Regions from separate parts of the Mus musculus genome. Here region 1 is linked to region 2. Evidence: chromatin contacts called from public HiChIP or PLAC-seq data. All regions are on one chromosome and are shown on one strand. Each heading gives the region's core, a stretch centred on a gene start, on an enhancer-like site or on the middle of the called end of the contact. The rest is flanking DNA. Distances are from core to core; before and after follow the strand shown.

Region 1 (3,239 bases), core at 599-3,098, 180 kb after region 2:
AAGCTACTTTCTGGATATGTTCCACCACAACAAAAAGTGAGAAAAAAACTGGGTACTTCCTATGGTGAATTCGACTCTAGAATCTATTTCTTTTTCCCTGCTGTAAGGTGAATTTAAAGGAAACGGTAAACGGCTGTCAGACAAAGCGATACAACACCTAAGGTTAGCTTCTAGTGTCGAAGGAAGATTTAAAAGTGTTCCCAGCTTCCTAGTACCCTCTTATACTCCAAAAGAGGAGCACATGTCTTCAAAGCAGAAGGTATGATTTTTATTGATTTCGGACTCTAATGCAACTTATAGAAACTTTGATTCTAGTCAGAGCTGTTTATTTTTTCTTTCCACTGAGAACAAAGCTTCTTTTCGTTTTCAATTTTATTTCATGCCCAGCCCCCAAGCTATAAACAAATTTCCCTTCAACTAACAATTTCTGCACACAAGAAACTTGTTCAAACAAACTGAAAATCAATGATGCACTTTTAACACGCGTGAAGATCGTGGCCGAATTCAGGACACATACTAAGAGCTCAATAAATGTTGGCTATGTCGTAGAAATGTGCTTTGCTGCCGGTTCAGATTCAAATGGTGGTTTTCCATTCCTTGATGCAATTCCTAGAGAAGGACATTTCGACCTTTCTACAACCTCCCCACACTGAGCAGAATTGCATCAAATCCTAAAGAAATCAACAGAACCAGAATTACAAGTCAAAGCCTGATGACAGTTACACCAAGAGAAGGCAACCTCTGTGTGGCTAGAGGTCAAAATGCTAAAAGCTTAGGTATTAGACAGCTCTTAAAGCCGGGCCATAAGTCTTAACCTCTAATCCCAACTCTCCGAAAACCATTGCTGTTTTCTTTCGCTACTTTGAACTCTAAGCCTCTGTGTGTTTAAGGGTAAAGGCGGCTTCCTCTGGGTTATGCTCGATTGCTCGAAAATTGACTGCCAAGAAAAAGTTCAGAGGAGCAGGGAGTGGAGGAAGTTTGTTTTCCGTGAACCTGACCTCCCTGAACCTTCCTCAGAACAGAACACAGGTGATCCACAAATGCTCACGCAGCTGGACACCGGCCCTTGGCAGGTGCCAGGCAGAAGGGTTGGCATTCGTGCCACTGACCAACTCAAGATAACCACCCCCCCAGAAGGTAGCGTCCTCAGAATCTCCATTATGGAGATGAGAGAACTAGGCCCTCAGACGAGTTTTTACATATCCTGCTTCTTGATGGTTCCTGGTGCCAAGGCTAGTAAACGAAGAAGTCGGAGTGCGCACGGAACCTGACTCCCGGGACTGGGAGCTCTTTATTTCGTCTTACGTGGCCTCATAGCCAAGAGCAATGACATGAAGGAGAGTGGAAGTCAGCGGAGTCCAGAGAGGCTGGAGCAAGCCCAAGCTCCGCCTCCCAGTGTCCCGTAAGGGACGAGCAGTTGTGGGGCGCTGCAGGGGAGCTGGCGTGAAGCTCCGCTGGGGGCGATCGGGGGAAGCACAGCGGACCGGGCCCGTTCTCAAGCCGCTCTTCCCCCGGCCAGTGGCGACACGGACTGCGCGGAAAGCCCACCCAAGTCCCGCAGCTCGTCCCCAGCCCCCAGCCGTGCGCTCCAGGGGGGCCCGGTCCGCCCTCTTCCTGCCCCGCCTCAGGCCGGCTCCAGCCCCACCCCGGCCTCCCGGGATCAGGCGACCTCACCGGCTTCTGCGCAGAGCCTGCCAACACGCGGGATACAGCGGCAAGCATCTTCCTCATGGAGCGCAGCAGACTCACGCGGCGGCCGCGGCACCCAGGCACTCAAAAGGAGTGGTGCGGGCGTCCCCAAGTCTCCTTGAGGCGCCCGGAGCCGAAGCCACGCCCAAAACGCAGTGACGGAGTCGCGACGGCATCACACGCCGCGCTAGTCTGCAGGCCAACCAGAATGGTTGCTGGCGATGGCTACGCCCTTCTGAGGAGGAACATGTGGCCGTCCATTAATTAACTAAAAAATGAGGTGGGGCTGTGGCTGGAGGGTGAAGAGGCCGGTGTCCCAGGGCGCCTGCGTGGGAAAGTGGGGGGCCCCGGGGCGTGGGGAAGAGGCCTCTCCTTCCTTTTGCCCTGAGTACCACAGACCAGCGAAGAAGTGGTGAAAGCGGGTCCTGCCCTTTGCCCAGTCGGGCCTGTGGTACAGCTTTGGCAGGCAGCCTTGTTCCATTACACAGAGAAGCCATGGTGCCAGGGCAAGAAAGACAGATCATCTGGTTTCTAGAAATGGTCCTGCCACTAATTTGTCTTTAAAAGGTCACATATTCCTTGCAAAGTGTTGCCCTGGTTGACTTGGGTGAGATTTAACAGTTAAATGCTGGATGTTGCTGGGTGTGGTGGCACATGCCTGTCATTCCTTCCTTAGGGAGTCTGAAGTCAGATGATAGCCAGAGTTGGAGGTCAGGCTGTCTGTTCAGTTCAAGACAAGCTTGGACTACTTAGCGAGGCTATCTAAAAAAAAAATCAAAATAAGTAAATGAAAGCAAATATTAATCGTTGACCATAGACATCCAAGAGTTTAGCTTTAGCGTTTATTCTTTGATTTTTTGTTAGCTTGCTTCTTTTCATGGGGGACTCAGTTATAGACAAGCAGTTTGTCTGTCCTTTATGCTTGGGAAAAGGCAGAATCCTGTATCTCCTGTGTTGTTGTTACCCAAACACTATTAAGATTAGGACACGAGACTTTATGAGAACACGGGAAACGTGCAGATGATGATTTCTCAAAGTTCAAACTGTTGCCTGGATCGGTCAGCTTCACATTATCACTGGGTCAGAGAAACAGAGGCTGACTTTTCCATTCAAATGTCCAGCATGGATTGGCCAGGTAGCATTTCTAGGAGGTCACTTGGGAACCCAGGATAAAAAGTCCTCTAATATTTGCATTTATGATCTCCATGGATGAAGGATGAAATGAGTGCTGTAGTGATGCATTATAACTCACGGGAAAGAAAGAGCCACAGATCCTTCACAAATACGCAACTGAATAAGAGAAAAGAGCAACATTGCCTGGAATTCTGGTGCCGGAGAGGCAGAGACACGAGGATCCCAGGTGCTTGCTTGTCCATCAATCTAACTGAAGTAATAGCCAGGATAAGTAAGAGACCCTGCCTCAAAAAGTTTAGCTGAAGAGTGACTGAGGAAGACTGACCTGAAATTAACCTTTGACTTCCGCGTGCATGTGCACACACAAATATACACAGATTGAGTGGGTGGGAATCACCACTTCACAAAGACACCAT
Region 2 (3,400 bases), core at 166-2,665:
ACATCTTATGGAGAGTGATTTTATTTGGACTTAAAACCTTGGTGCTTTAATGATGTATAGTGTGCAGATTTTTGTCTCTCATTCTTATCCATCCCCATTTGGATGTACACTCGGAATTTCTTCTTCACTCTTAAAAGTAGCACCTGTCGGGGTTTTCCTAACAAATGGGATTAGTGGATAAGGAAGGCTAGTGGGGGAATAATTGAAGAAACACTAGTTATGGTTCCCTGGCCTGGGTGCTTTCTTACTAATTGGATCTGGTTATGTTTATAAACCCTAAAGGGCAAGCTCATGCAACATGCATTGTATAGAAGGAAGCTTTTTAAATCTTGAAAGGATCTGTGTATTGCATCCTGGTTGAGTAGGTAAGCCTATATTAATAAGAATGCTTGGTGTGAGAGGCCATATTTTTGGTAATTGGATTTTCAGATTAAGTGAAGATTAACAAATAAGACCTCTTGAAACAAAACCTTGACTTAAAAATCCCTCCCCATATTTTTTTTAAGTTTCTGTCTTAGTAAGCAGGATAAAAGGAAGAAAAAATATTTGTGAGCATAATTTTTCATTTTCAAATGGTAATTCTTTATTACCGTTAGAACCATTTATTACCTCAGGGTAGAAAGCAAAGCTGAATTTAAGCTTGCTGCAATGTATTTCTAGAAGACAATTTATTTTATAAAGAATCCTTGCAACAGGAACTCTTGATTTCATTTGTTTTGTTCTAAACTTGAAGCATTGTAGCAAAGGAATTACTTGTGACCAAGAGAATTCTGCTGACTTGCTCCCCATTCAGTTTTTGGGTCTTTATAGTGATTTCACAGTGAGGCAGAAAGGGCATGGGTGTAGAACCACATTTTACCCAATGGTACTGCCTTTCTATAAATAAATATACCTTAGCAAATACACACCAGAATGGGTGTTTACTGTCCATAATAATGAGGGCAGAGATTAGTAGCAAATACCAAAGGAGAGAGAGCATATGCTAGTGGGTAGGGCTATGCACTTTACTCATGATCCCCTGCCTCTAGAAATGGCCCCCTCTCAGATGCATCCTTCAAGGGACGTGTATGTGTACCACGTGTAGGGTCAAGGAATAGGAAGGATCCAGAGGAGGGTGAAGGAGAGGAGGCTATGAGGCAGTCTCCTATTGGCCATGGGCTATTTCCTACCATACTGCTAGCCCCCAAGAGCTGGGACCACTTATCACATGTTAAGGTACATAGTAACAAATGTTTGGAGAATAGAGAGACTAGGAAAAGCTATACAACAGATGGTTACATGGTTAAAGTGATTGATGGGCATCAGGGGCAGCTCCTAGATTAGCTTCTTCTGGCTTGGTCCAAGTCCTGCTGCTAGGTAGCCATATGGTTATCTGTTATAAGAAGATAACAGCATACTTTCTGCCTCACAGGGTTTTAGAGGCAGATCAAATAGAAATGATGAGTGCCTTGAGAAGCTAACAGCATCACATAAACAAAGCTGTGTCAGCTAAGGTATGATTCTGACGAAGGCATTTTCTTTTGGCTTTATCCAGTCTTCCCTTTCAAGCCCCGATATCTTTGACTCCCCAAGTCCCGAAGAAGATAAAGAGGAACACATTTCGCTTGCGCACAGAGGAATAGACGTGTCAAAGAAGACTTCCAAGACTGTTACCATATCCCAAGTGAGTGACCAGCCAGGGTGAAGTGTCCCTGCCCTTCCATGGGTGTACTAACAATGGGTTAGAAACCAAGCAAGACAGATAAACAGACAATGGGTATGGATGTTTGTCATTCTTTAGTGACAGTGATTACTGTAGTCATCACAATTCCTGAGACACGCCGGCGGTGGTGGCGTATGCCTTTTATCCCAGCACTTGGGAGGCAGAGGCAGGCGGACTTCTGAGTTCGAGGCCAGCCTGGTCTACCGAGTGAGTTCCCGGACAGCCAGGGCTATACAGAGAAACCCTGTCTCGAAAAAGAAAAAAAAAAGACAAAAACAAAAAACAGAATTCCTAAGACATGCTGCAGAGTCTCTGAGTTGTGCATACAGGTGTTTATTTTCTAGTTTCACTTATAGTCAGCGTTCTTCATCCTGTCACATTTATAAAAAAAAAAAGCCTTCAGACACCCCTGTCACCTGATCAACTTAAAAAGCTGTGGAGTATCTAGATAGACTACATTACATGTTGTGCTCTCTGCTCATAGGCCTTGTCTTTTATATTCAAAACTGGCAAAAAAATTATATATATGTATTTAATTTTATACTTACATTATCTCTTAAGGAAAAGTTGACTTGAATTCATGCTTTAGAGTAAATTTGGCCTCTAAAGCATTTTAATTTCACTCGGGGCCCAGGAAATGGTAAAGCTGATTTAAGTTGCTTGTTTCTGAGAAACAAAGAAAACATTGTTGTGCTAGCAAGCACCCACAGTCCCGCCTGCTCAGCAGGTTGAAGTGGGAGCAATCACTTGATTTGGGGAATTTGAGCCTAGATAGCATAGTAAATGAATAATCTCCATCTCAAGAAAGAAAGAGACGCAGAGAGACGTACACACGCAGGGAGACACAGGCAGAGACGCAGAGAGACACACGCAGAGACGCAGAGAGACACACGCAGAGAGACGTACACACGCAGGGATTAGAGGGTAGAGACAGAGACACCAAGGGAGAGAAGCGGGTGACCAGCAGAAGTGTGTCTCAGTGGAAGAATAGTTGCCTAGTGTGTGCAAGGCCCTGGGTGAGAGTCCCACCACAAAAGAGCATTGTTCAGCCAGTGCATGCAGCTTTGTAGAGGAAGCCTCTCCTGCGCGCTCAGATCTTCCTAGAAATAAATGACGACTTTTAAATTCCATCTTCTTCTAAGAAAATCGTCAGGTCGGATTGGGTTTTTTTTGGAATTTTAGCAACATTTTAATGTCTAGAAGCACAAAAACAGTAGTCATTTGAAGCAGTCATCAGCACAAAGAAATCAAAGGTTGGATGGGATTTTTCTCCTCATAGGTTTGAGTGTTTGCATTGCGGATTTTCTTGAAAATCTGATACAGTAAGCAGAACATGATCCTATAAAACAGATCAATTTTAATTACCCACAAAGCCAAGGCAGTCTTCCTTTTCAAAGGATTCTGTTTACTGAAATTGGATTCAGGCCAGTTTCATTGTTTAGTTTTCTGATGACCATAGGCATAACTTCAGTTTCCTGTTCTCTGTTATCTCAATGATGTCTCTACAGTGACACCTACTGGCTGATAGTGGCTTTTCAAGTTTCTGATCGGCACGGCTCTATTCCATTAGCCTATTTCAGTTCCCTGGAGTTGTCAGGCTGTATATTTCACTCCTTCAGGAAATTCCACGTGAACTAATTTGATCAAGGACTGTGGTGACCTAGACTGTGTGAGGGACTAAAAGCATACTTGTTAGCT

Evidence for each region. HiChIP or PLAC-seq counts read pairs in DNA pulled down with a chosen protein or histone mark.
Region 1: an H3K27ac HiChIP or PLAC-seq map of extraembryonic endoderm stem cells shows a contact between it and region 2. The contact joins the promoter of Pdha1 here to the enhancer-like site in region 2. A contact is called at or near these places in 11 of 39 promoter capture datasets (3T3-L1-derived adipocytes, the C10 cell line, the HPC-7 cell line and 7 more), 26 of 484 Hi-C or Micro-C datasets (the AtT-20 cell line, B cells, the C10 cell line and 19 more), 17 of 115 datasets of contacts at active chromatin or transcription factors (the SCID.adh cell line, bone marrow-derived macrophages, embryonic stem cells and 6 more) and 3 of 9 other capture datasets (adipose tissue, liver and pancreatic islet).

The regions. Positions count from the first base shown.
Region 1 is chrX:160,136,582-160,139,820 of GRCm38.p6, forward strand. It overlaps Pdha1 (pyruvate dehydrogenase E1 alpha 1), which reads right to left and starts at 1,849. Exons shown (of 11, transcript NM_008810.3): 1 at 1,675-1,849. The coding sequence starts at 1,731. Gm39547 (a long non-coding RNA gene) reads right to left here and starts at 1,666. Exons shown (of 2, transcript XR_878293.1): 1 at 1,200-1,666.
Region 2 is chrX:159,960,231-159,963,630 of GRCm38.p6, forward strand. Sh3kbp1 (SH3-domain kinase binding protein 1) reads left to right here. Exons shown (of 18, transcript NM_001135727.2): 15 at 1,535-1,663. Among named protein-coding and RNA genes, the nearest start is that of Map3k15, 26 kb to the right of the region's middle. Within about 2 kb of position 1,416, at least 3 of the 459 cell types and tissues checked have an H3K27ac peak or open chromatin away from gene starts, as enhancers often do. A contact at or near this core is called in extraembryonic endoderm stem cells, where this site is marked.